2 separate regions of the Mus musculus genome follow, and region 1 is linked to region 2. Evidence: chromatin contacts called from public HiChIP or PLAC-seq data. All regions are on one chromosome and are shown on one strand. The core of a region is the stretch at or near the end of the contact, and the rest is flanking DNA. Distances in the headings are between cores, read along the strand shown. Region 1 has its middle 180 kb from the start of Gm11264. Region 2 holds the start of Nfib (nuclear factor I/B).

Region 1 (3,857 bases), core at 17-2,516, 250 kb after region 2:
AGCCTGGAGTTTTCACTCCCACTAAATGGCCAGATTCTCTTAAGGATATGGCTCTGGTATGCCAGCAAGATCTCTGTGCTTGTGGAAGAGGAGAAGAAGAAAGTGGCTCTTCAGATTCTCAGTCCCTTTAAAACATACTGTCATGGCTCAAGTTTCAATGCAATGACAAGGAGCAGGTGATTGGTCTGCAGTTGGCAGAGATGGCACTAGTTTCAGGTGGGGGTGGGTGGGGAGGGAGTTAAAGGGGACAGTGCTGTCAGCTACACAGGTCCAGAGACATAGGCCTGGTCACCCTAATCTAGATTTGACATGCTGGGAAGAAGTAGGGTAGACTCTTTGGTCTTATATACCTTCTGGCCTTCATATTACCCTTAGAACACACTATGGATCCCCTGGTCACTGACAGTTGGTGCAGAATTCATTCACCAACATTCTCTCCACACTCTATAGAATAATAATGTAACCTGTTTCAGGCAGCATAGGTACCCCTAGACCTATGAGGCAGGTCCCCAAAGCAAAGAAAATAAAAGGCAAGCCTGGTAGATTGAGGCTCTGGAAGTTCCTTGTGAAAATACTGGGGAGCATTGGAGAGAAAAACAGGAGAACGTGCATCTGAAGCAGGAAATGGAGGAAATGGGAGTGGAGAGGAGAGGACCTGAGAGCCACAGACAGACGCCAAGAGGCTGCCTTTCTGGAGGCACATAGGGTTCAGGGGTCCATTTACCAAGGAAAAACCGGACCCTGCAGTCTCCTTTAGAAGCCTTGCTCCTTGCCTTTCATAGAATGACTGATAGGAGAGGAACAGACCAGACTTGGGACCAGCAGCCTTTACCATGGTGGCGCACAGAATTGCCTTCAGGCATGAGACAGTCCTCACGCCTCTATTCTATCAGCAGAGAATGAGAGATAGTTGGCCTAGGCTATAGCCTGGGCTTTTGGAGTGTACCAAAGTTTCCCAGGAGAGTGTCCTCTGCAGCCATGCCAAGACACACACATTAGAAGTTAGGAAAGCAGGCTACTGATGACTGTTGCGCAGGTCCAGCCCAAGACTATGCTACCTGACATGCTTCTTGGGAAAACAGAACAAAACAAAACAAAACAAAACAAAACAAAAACAAAAAGCAGACGTTTTCCTCTAGAAGTGGTTAAAAGTTGAGCTCTCAAGTGATATGGAGGGCAGGAGGCTTTGGGGAAGGCTTGGGAATGAGGGAAAAGAGCAGTGGGGTGGGAGGGGAGATGATATAATGTCCTTAGCATGTACTCTTGTTATTTCTGACTCAGCATCCTGGATAACCCATTAACGCCCCCTTCCCACCCAACACACACACACACAGTCTAGTCATTTTGTTTAAATTTGGCTTTAATTTTCTTCATGTCGATTGAGATTGGACCAAAGGACTTTAAATCAAGAGTATCATACATTTTATATGTAGGTTGCTCCAACTATGGCTAATTTGTGAACAACTGAAGCAACAACAAAACAACAACAACCAAAAAAGCAGCATTTATTTTGAATTCCAATATAGCTTTATTCAGTTTCTTTCTCTTGTTTTTCATGCATTGATTTTTTTCTTTTTTGAGAGCACAATGCCATACCACACAGTCTGAGTTTCCCTTCTTTCTGTTTAGCCTCTCTCTGCCTGGGAACACTGAGAACATTCCCGTGCACGTCCAAACACCCAGCGTTAACCCCTCTGTGTACAGAAGAGCCGGCAATGACTTGGCTGGGAGCTGAGGAATTCTCTCTATCAGCTCCTAGAGTTTCATAAACGCTGTCATTTAGGGGTTAAATGTAGCATACATTTTTTTTTAAAAGCATAATTTGTTGAAAGAGGCCTGAAGTAGAATATGTGAATTTGAGAAGGTGGAAGAGAGAGACTGTGCAGGGGCCTGAGAAACCCGGATTTAAGCTGGAGTCAGGGGAAAGGCCCTACTGGGGATTTCAGTGACTCCTGTCAGCTTCTAGCCATTCCTGTTGAAATCCCTCATGGTACCTTTGACAGCATATTATTACCCTACAGTAAAATCTTCTCCCTTCCTGGGGATTCTGAAGTGTGGAGCAGTTAACTGTGGGTGGAGGGATATTTCCAAGCGGTTCTGATGATGTGAGTGTCTCAGGAGCTAGGTTGGGACCACGCTCGCTAATTTCTGTTTCCATTTTCACTGGAGTCACACCAACAGGAGAATATGCCTCCAGGTTTCCAGTTGTATAGCTTATTGTGTATATATCCTATAAAACCAAAAACCATATGGAGAATTTTGCTTCCCTGGCTTTTTGTATGTGTGTACCAGGAAGTAGTAAAATGTTTTGAGATGCTATTAAGTCCTTAAGTTACAAAATCAAGATTCCACCTTAAAAATTTTCCATACTGTACGTTGTTGCATAGCCCGGGGTGCTGACTGCTTGCCAAATATCTATCAGAGAGTGATTTATGATATATGATACGGTCCCCAGCCCAACTGGAGGCTGCGTAGTTGAAACATGAGAAAGGAGAGGCCTTGTTCCTTCGAAACCACGATGGTTGGTTTGTTTGGCTTTTCTGAAAGAACATACAGTACAAAACGTGCCACATTTTACTGCACCAAAACTTATACAAGAAACAAAACACAATTCAGCTAAAATCCCTCAATTTCTTTTTGTCATTTGCAAGCAATGGTTTTCTCACGGAACGGCTGTTCTTTTTCTTTCATTCTTTCATTTCCACCCCCCCCCCCTCCACTTCCCTCCCAACTGCTGCTCATCTCTGAGTTCTAAAAGAGTTTCAACAGCTCTGTTCTGGCAATTAAAATGTTTTAAAATGAAATCTCCACTTCAGGTTTTAAATATTTTATGTGCTTTCCATTTTGCTATGACTAAGGATGTATTGTGATTTCTGGTGTTTTCTGTTCTACAAATGTTCCCTTTGCAGCTGGGAAGGAGTACATCTCCCATATGGCTTCAGGACACTTTGCAGTTTGCTTTGATAAAGCAATATGGACCCCAGCAAGGGGAGGAAAGCAGCCATTTTCCCTCCACACCCTAGCTCTCTTCTAGCTTGTACCTTTACATTTGTGGTAGCAGCAGGAAAAGGGACAAGGTGACTCTTGGATTTCAAAAACACCGTTGCTTTGGTATTGGCTGCCTTAACAGCTTAGCTGTGAATGTGAGGTTACTTTTCCTGATATGAATGTTTATTGCTTAGCCACACCCCCAACACAATACAAGAATTCATGATGTATTACAGAGCACATTCAAGTAACTGTGATATCCTGGTTTGTTTTCCGGGTTAGCTTGTATCGTTGTTATTTTTCCATGCTACAAAATACTCTTTGAAAATATGATTCCCAATGGCTCTGAAATGTATGTTGATATCCCGGTTTACTTAAGTATTATTTTTTACTGTGCTACACTAAGACACTAAACATAGGTGTATTTCCATGTTAATTGGCCTCTTATCATTATGGCAATCTGAGGAGTAGTCCTCTCTATGGACCTTTGGAGGTAGTTCTACTTACATCATAAGATAACCCAGCACTGAAAACTGCTGGGCCCCAATTTTTCATACTATTTGAATGATTCTGCTACAGATTTTTGGACTGGTTTTAAAAGTCTTCCCTGAGTTTTTACTACCACCACTGTATGCTGCCTATGTGTGATCTTATCCTTGTATCCTCCAGTGCCCTAGGTTAATTTTCCCCTAGCAATCTAATACATGAAAAGTGATAAAACTAGTTCTAACTGGTATTATTTTAACGTTAAAGTGACATGATTTCCTCTTCTACATAGCCTACTAATTCAGAGCCTCCCGTTGCTCAGTTTAATCAACTTTCTGAAACTCTGTCTTCTGTGACACAGATTCATACGGGAAACAGATGAA
Region 2 (3,417 bases), core at 841-3,340:
TTAAAGAGACCCCGAAATAATGGCTTCTGTAAGAGTCCAGGCATTCAAAGAGGTGTGTTCAAGGACATGAGTGCATTCGCGCCAAGGGGAATGTCTTTTATGGTAAATTAACTCCAGTTAAATTGAATATTTGTTCAAAGGGAAACTCCAGTAGTTAAAGCTGGTATTATCAGTGGAGCGTCCCCGCCCCCTCCCGCAGATTCTGGGGAGGGTGAGAAAAGGGATGCAGCTCACTACAAAGTGATGCTTTGGGATTGTTCGTTTTTATTCCCCCCCTCTTCCCGTCCCGTCTTTCTTTTAAAAGTTAAGATGAGGTTGCCTAAAATTTATGAGAGAAGTGAGTATTTATTTGGATTAACCCCGACTGTCACCTCCTTTCATCTATAAAGACTGTCAACTTTGTCCCAGCTTTTCAAGAAGAAGAAATGACCAGTACAAAAGAAATTAACGTTGTCAGAACGCTAACTAGAGGATTTGCCTAGCGGGGGCACGGAGGCCGCTCCCCGTGGCGCGTGCCCTAAAGGGTTAACTCGCCCCGGTTCTCACAGTTTCCCCCGACTTTACCTGTCCTCCTAGACCCGCCGCCCTCCCCGCCTCCCCACCCCCTGCGCCTTTCTTCACCAGGCTCTTGGTTTACAGGGGCTGCAGCTGGTAGACTTGGCAAGCTCGCCTCATTAAGAGCGCTTTTTGAAAACGGACTGTGTTTGAGCATTTCCCTAATGAGGACAGGACGGGGTTAAAAAGTGACCATTTCATGGTTGACTTGAACCTGCCTACTTTTCTTGATGTGTCGTTGTGAAATGCTTGATGTGGGTAACTTCCACTTGGGGAAGGAAAAAGTCACTGGTTCTTTCAGGTCCGCTGGGGGAGGGCACGGTGGTCAGGAGTGCGAGGACTGGAGAAAGTTGAGGGGGGGAAAGTCCAGGACGCGGGGTGGGAGCGGGAGGCCGCGGGGGGCCTGGAAACGCTCGGCGGCCCCAAGCTAGGGCGACATGGAGCCCCGGGCGCTCACTTTTCTTTCTCCATTGTCTGGGGCAGCCTTTGATTCCTCCATTTCCCCACCCACCCCTAGCGGAAACCCGGAATTTGGGGGGCGGTGTGTGTGGGAGAGAGTGCCCGCGCGAAAGGGGGTGCTGGCCGGTCGCCTCCAGGGTCCCGGGAATCAAGTTCATTCACTCGGCGGGGGGCGGGGCGGGGAGCCGGCGGGAGCCGCCGGGGAGACCCGCAGCCGCACACGCACCCCGCGCGCTCCCGCCCCGCAGCCTCGGGCGCGCCGCGGCCCCGCCCTGCCCGCACCCCCGCGGGAAGGGAGCCGCTTTCCGCCGGCGCCCCGGGCTCTGGGGGTGGGGATTGGGACGCGGCCAGCGCGGCAGGAGGAGGAGGAGAGGAGGGGCGAGCGGTGGCGCGGCCTTCCCGCTCCGAGCGCGGCCACGTGCACCGGGCGCCGGGGGAGGGCGGGCCGCTGCGGCGAGGCTCGGGGGACCCTGGGGACCCCGGCGCCCCTCTCCGATCGCCAGTGCGAGCTCCGGGCTGGGCTGCCCGCCGCGCCCCGGGCTCCGCGCCCGTCCGCTGCAACTCCAGGAGGCCAAGTTCACTCTGGCCCCCGCCTCCACCCTCCCTCTCCCTCCAGCCGCCTGGGGTGCTAGAGTCGGCGCCCTAGCCCCGGCTCGGGGCGGCCTGGGTGTGAGGGAATTTTCCATTCGTTTCTTTCTTGGGCCCAGGCCGGTTCAGGGCTTCTCCCCTTAGGATGTTCTCGCGTCTTGAGCGTCTGCAGCGAGCAGTGAAATAACCTCTCCCTGGGCGGGTTTTCGGGGGTAAACGAAGAGTGGCAGAGAGAAGAGCTATTTTTGAAAAAAGAAAAAAGAAAAGAAAAGAAAAGAAAAGTCCCAATACTGTGGCACCGGTCTGATACCTTTAACAAATGAGGGGGAGAGACGCGAGGGCTGGGGGAGGCGCGCGGGAGGAGGAGGAAGGTGGGGGGCGGGGGGTGTGGAGAGGCTGGTGCAAAAGGAACGCGCGTTTGCAGGAGGAGGAGGAGTAAAGCGGTGATTGTGTAATTAAATAATAAAACAATCCTTAAGTCTGATTTGGAGAGAGCTCGAGCGGGGTCCAGAGGGTGGAACCGGTGAATCTTTCAACTTGCAAGTTTTTCAAGGAAAGAAAGCGAGAGAGGGAGGGGGAATAGAGCCCAGGACAGAAAAGAGGAGTTTGCAGCCAAGCGGGATCGATCGTTTGGGATTTTTTTCAGGAGGTCCTTCCGATCCTTTCCGTGGGCTGTGGCCAGCGGCACCGGCAGCGGAGTCCACGCGCGGCGGGTCAGACCCGGGGCGAAGCGGGCGGGCGGCGGTGCGGCGGGGCAGGAGCGCAGCAAAGGCTTTTCCGCCCGGGAGCTCCGCGCCTGCGCCCCCTCCCTCACCCCGGCCTCTCCCTGCTCCCCCCCACCCCCACCCCCACCCGGCCCTCTCCTGCGCGCGCCCCGCCACCCGCGCGCACTCGCTTGCGCTCCCCCTCGCGCACACACGTGGTCGGCTCGCAGCAAAGTTTCGCCTGCGATCGCCACTCCCGGATCCTGCTGCAGTGTTGGCGGCGGTAACCTTGAACTTTACCAGCGCGGTGACACATTCTCCTCGCTTTCCCCACCGCCTGGCCTCCTGCGCCCCCCTCCCCGCCTTTTTTTAAAAAAAACATTTCACCACCCACCATCACCCCAATCCAACCCACACCGAACCCTCGCGCACCCCAACCCCCAACAACAAACAACAACAACAACAACTGCAAAACAGAAAACAAATCCCCTAAACCAGGCGACCAGCAGCCTGCACCAGCGGCGGCAGCCTCGGAGAGCTCGGCCGGCGCGCGCGAACCGCAAGAGGGTTAAAAGTGTAGATTGGATTTCACCCCGGGAAATCTAGCTCGCCGAGTGAACTTGAATCTTTGGCTATTTAAGGAGGACTGGGTTTGTTGCGAAGTTGCGGTGAACCGGCGCAGTGCCCCGTCCTGATTGATCGCATCGCTGGGCTCAGATGACTGTAAAATGAATAGATGAAATCCTTGCTTCTGGAAGATTTTCTTGGGCATCTCCGGGAAAGTGCGTTTTAAGGCGAAGTCATGATGTATTCTCCCATCTGTCTCACTCAGGTACTTATCTTGGTCGCTTTCTCGAGCTTTCTCTGGCCCCAGACGCCTTTGTTGTGTCTTCTTGCTCTTGTGCTGCAGACCCTCAAAGGCTTTGCCTAACCTTGGCACACCCTGGTCTTCCCCGAGAAGTAGTGCGGAGTTGCGGTGGGCTGTGCGGGCGGCGTGGGACCACGGCTGCCGTGTGCGCCCATCCCAGCGCCCGAGCGGGGAGAGCCGGCACCGGGCGGGCGAGGCTGCTGGGGGTGGGCAGGGCCGAGACCTGCGGCCGTGAGCCCCTGT

The links. HiChIP or PLAC-seq counts read pairs in DNA pulled down with a chosen protein or histone mark.
Region 1: an H3K27ac HiChIP or PLAC-seq map of the NIH/3T3 cell line shows a contact between it and region 2, with 6 times the contacts expected there. The contact joins the enhancer-like site here to the promoter of Nfib in region 2. A contact is called at or near these places in 8 of 39 promoter capture datasets (the 3T3-L1 cell line, 3T3-L1-derived adipocytes, cranial neural crest and 5 more), 2 of 484 Hi-C or Micro-C datasets (embryonic fibroblasts and palatal mesenchyme), 5 of 115 datasets of contacts at active chromatin or transcription factors (the NIH/3T3 cell line, craniofacial prominence, embryonic limb bud and 2 more) and 3 of 9 other capture datasets (embryonic stem cells, liver and pancreatic islet).

Annotation. Positions count from the first base shown.
Region 1 is chr4:82,248,285-82,252,141 of GRCm38.p6, reverse strand. No RefSeq gene overlaps it. Among named protein-coding and RNA genes, the nearest start is that of Gm11264, 180 kb to the right of the region's middle. Within about 2 kb of position 1,266, at least 53 of the 459 cell types and tissues checked have an H3K27ac peak or open chromatin away from gene starts, as enhancers often do. A contact at or near this core is called in 3T3-L1-derived adipocytes, the NIH/3T3 cell line, craniofacial prominence and 2 more, where this site is marked.
Region 2 is chr4:82,504,452-82,507,868 of GRCm38.p6, reverse strand. Nfib (nuclear factor I/B) reads left to right here and starts at 2,090. Exons shown (of 12, transcript NM_001113209.2): 1 at 2,090-3,138. The coding sequence starts at 3,109.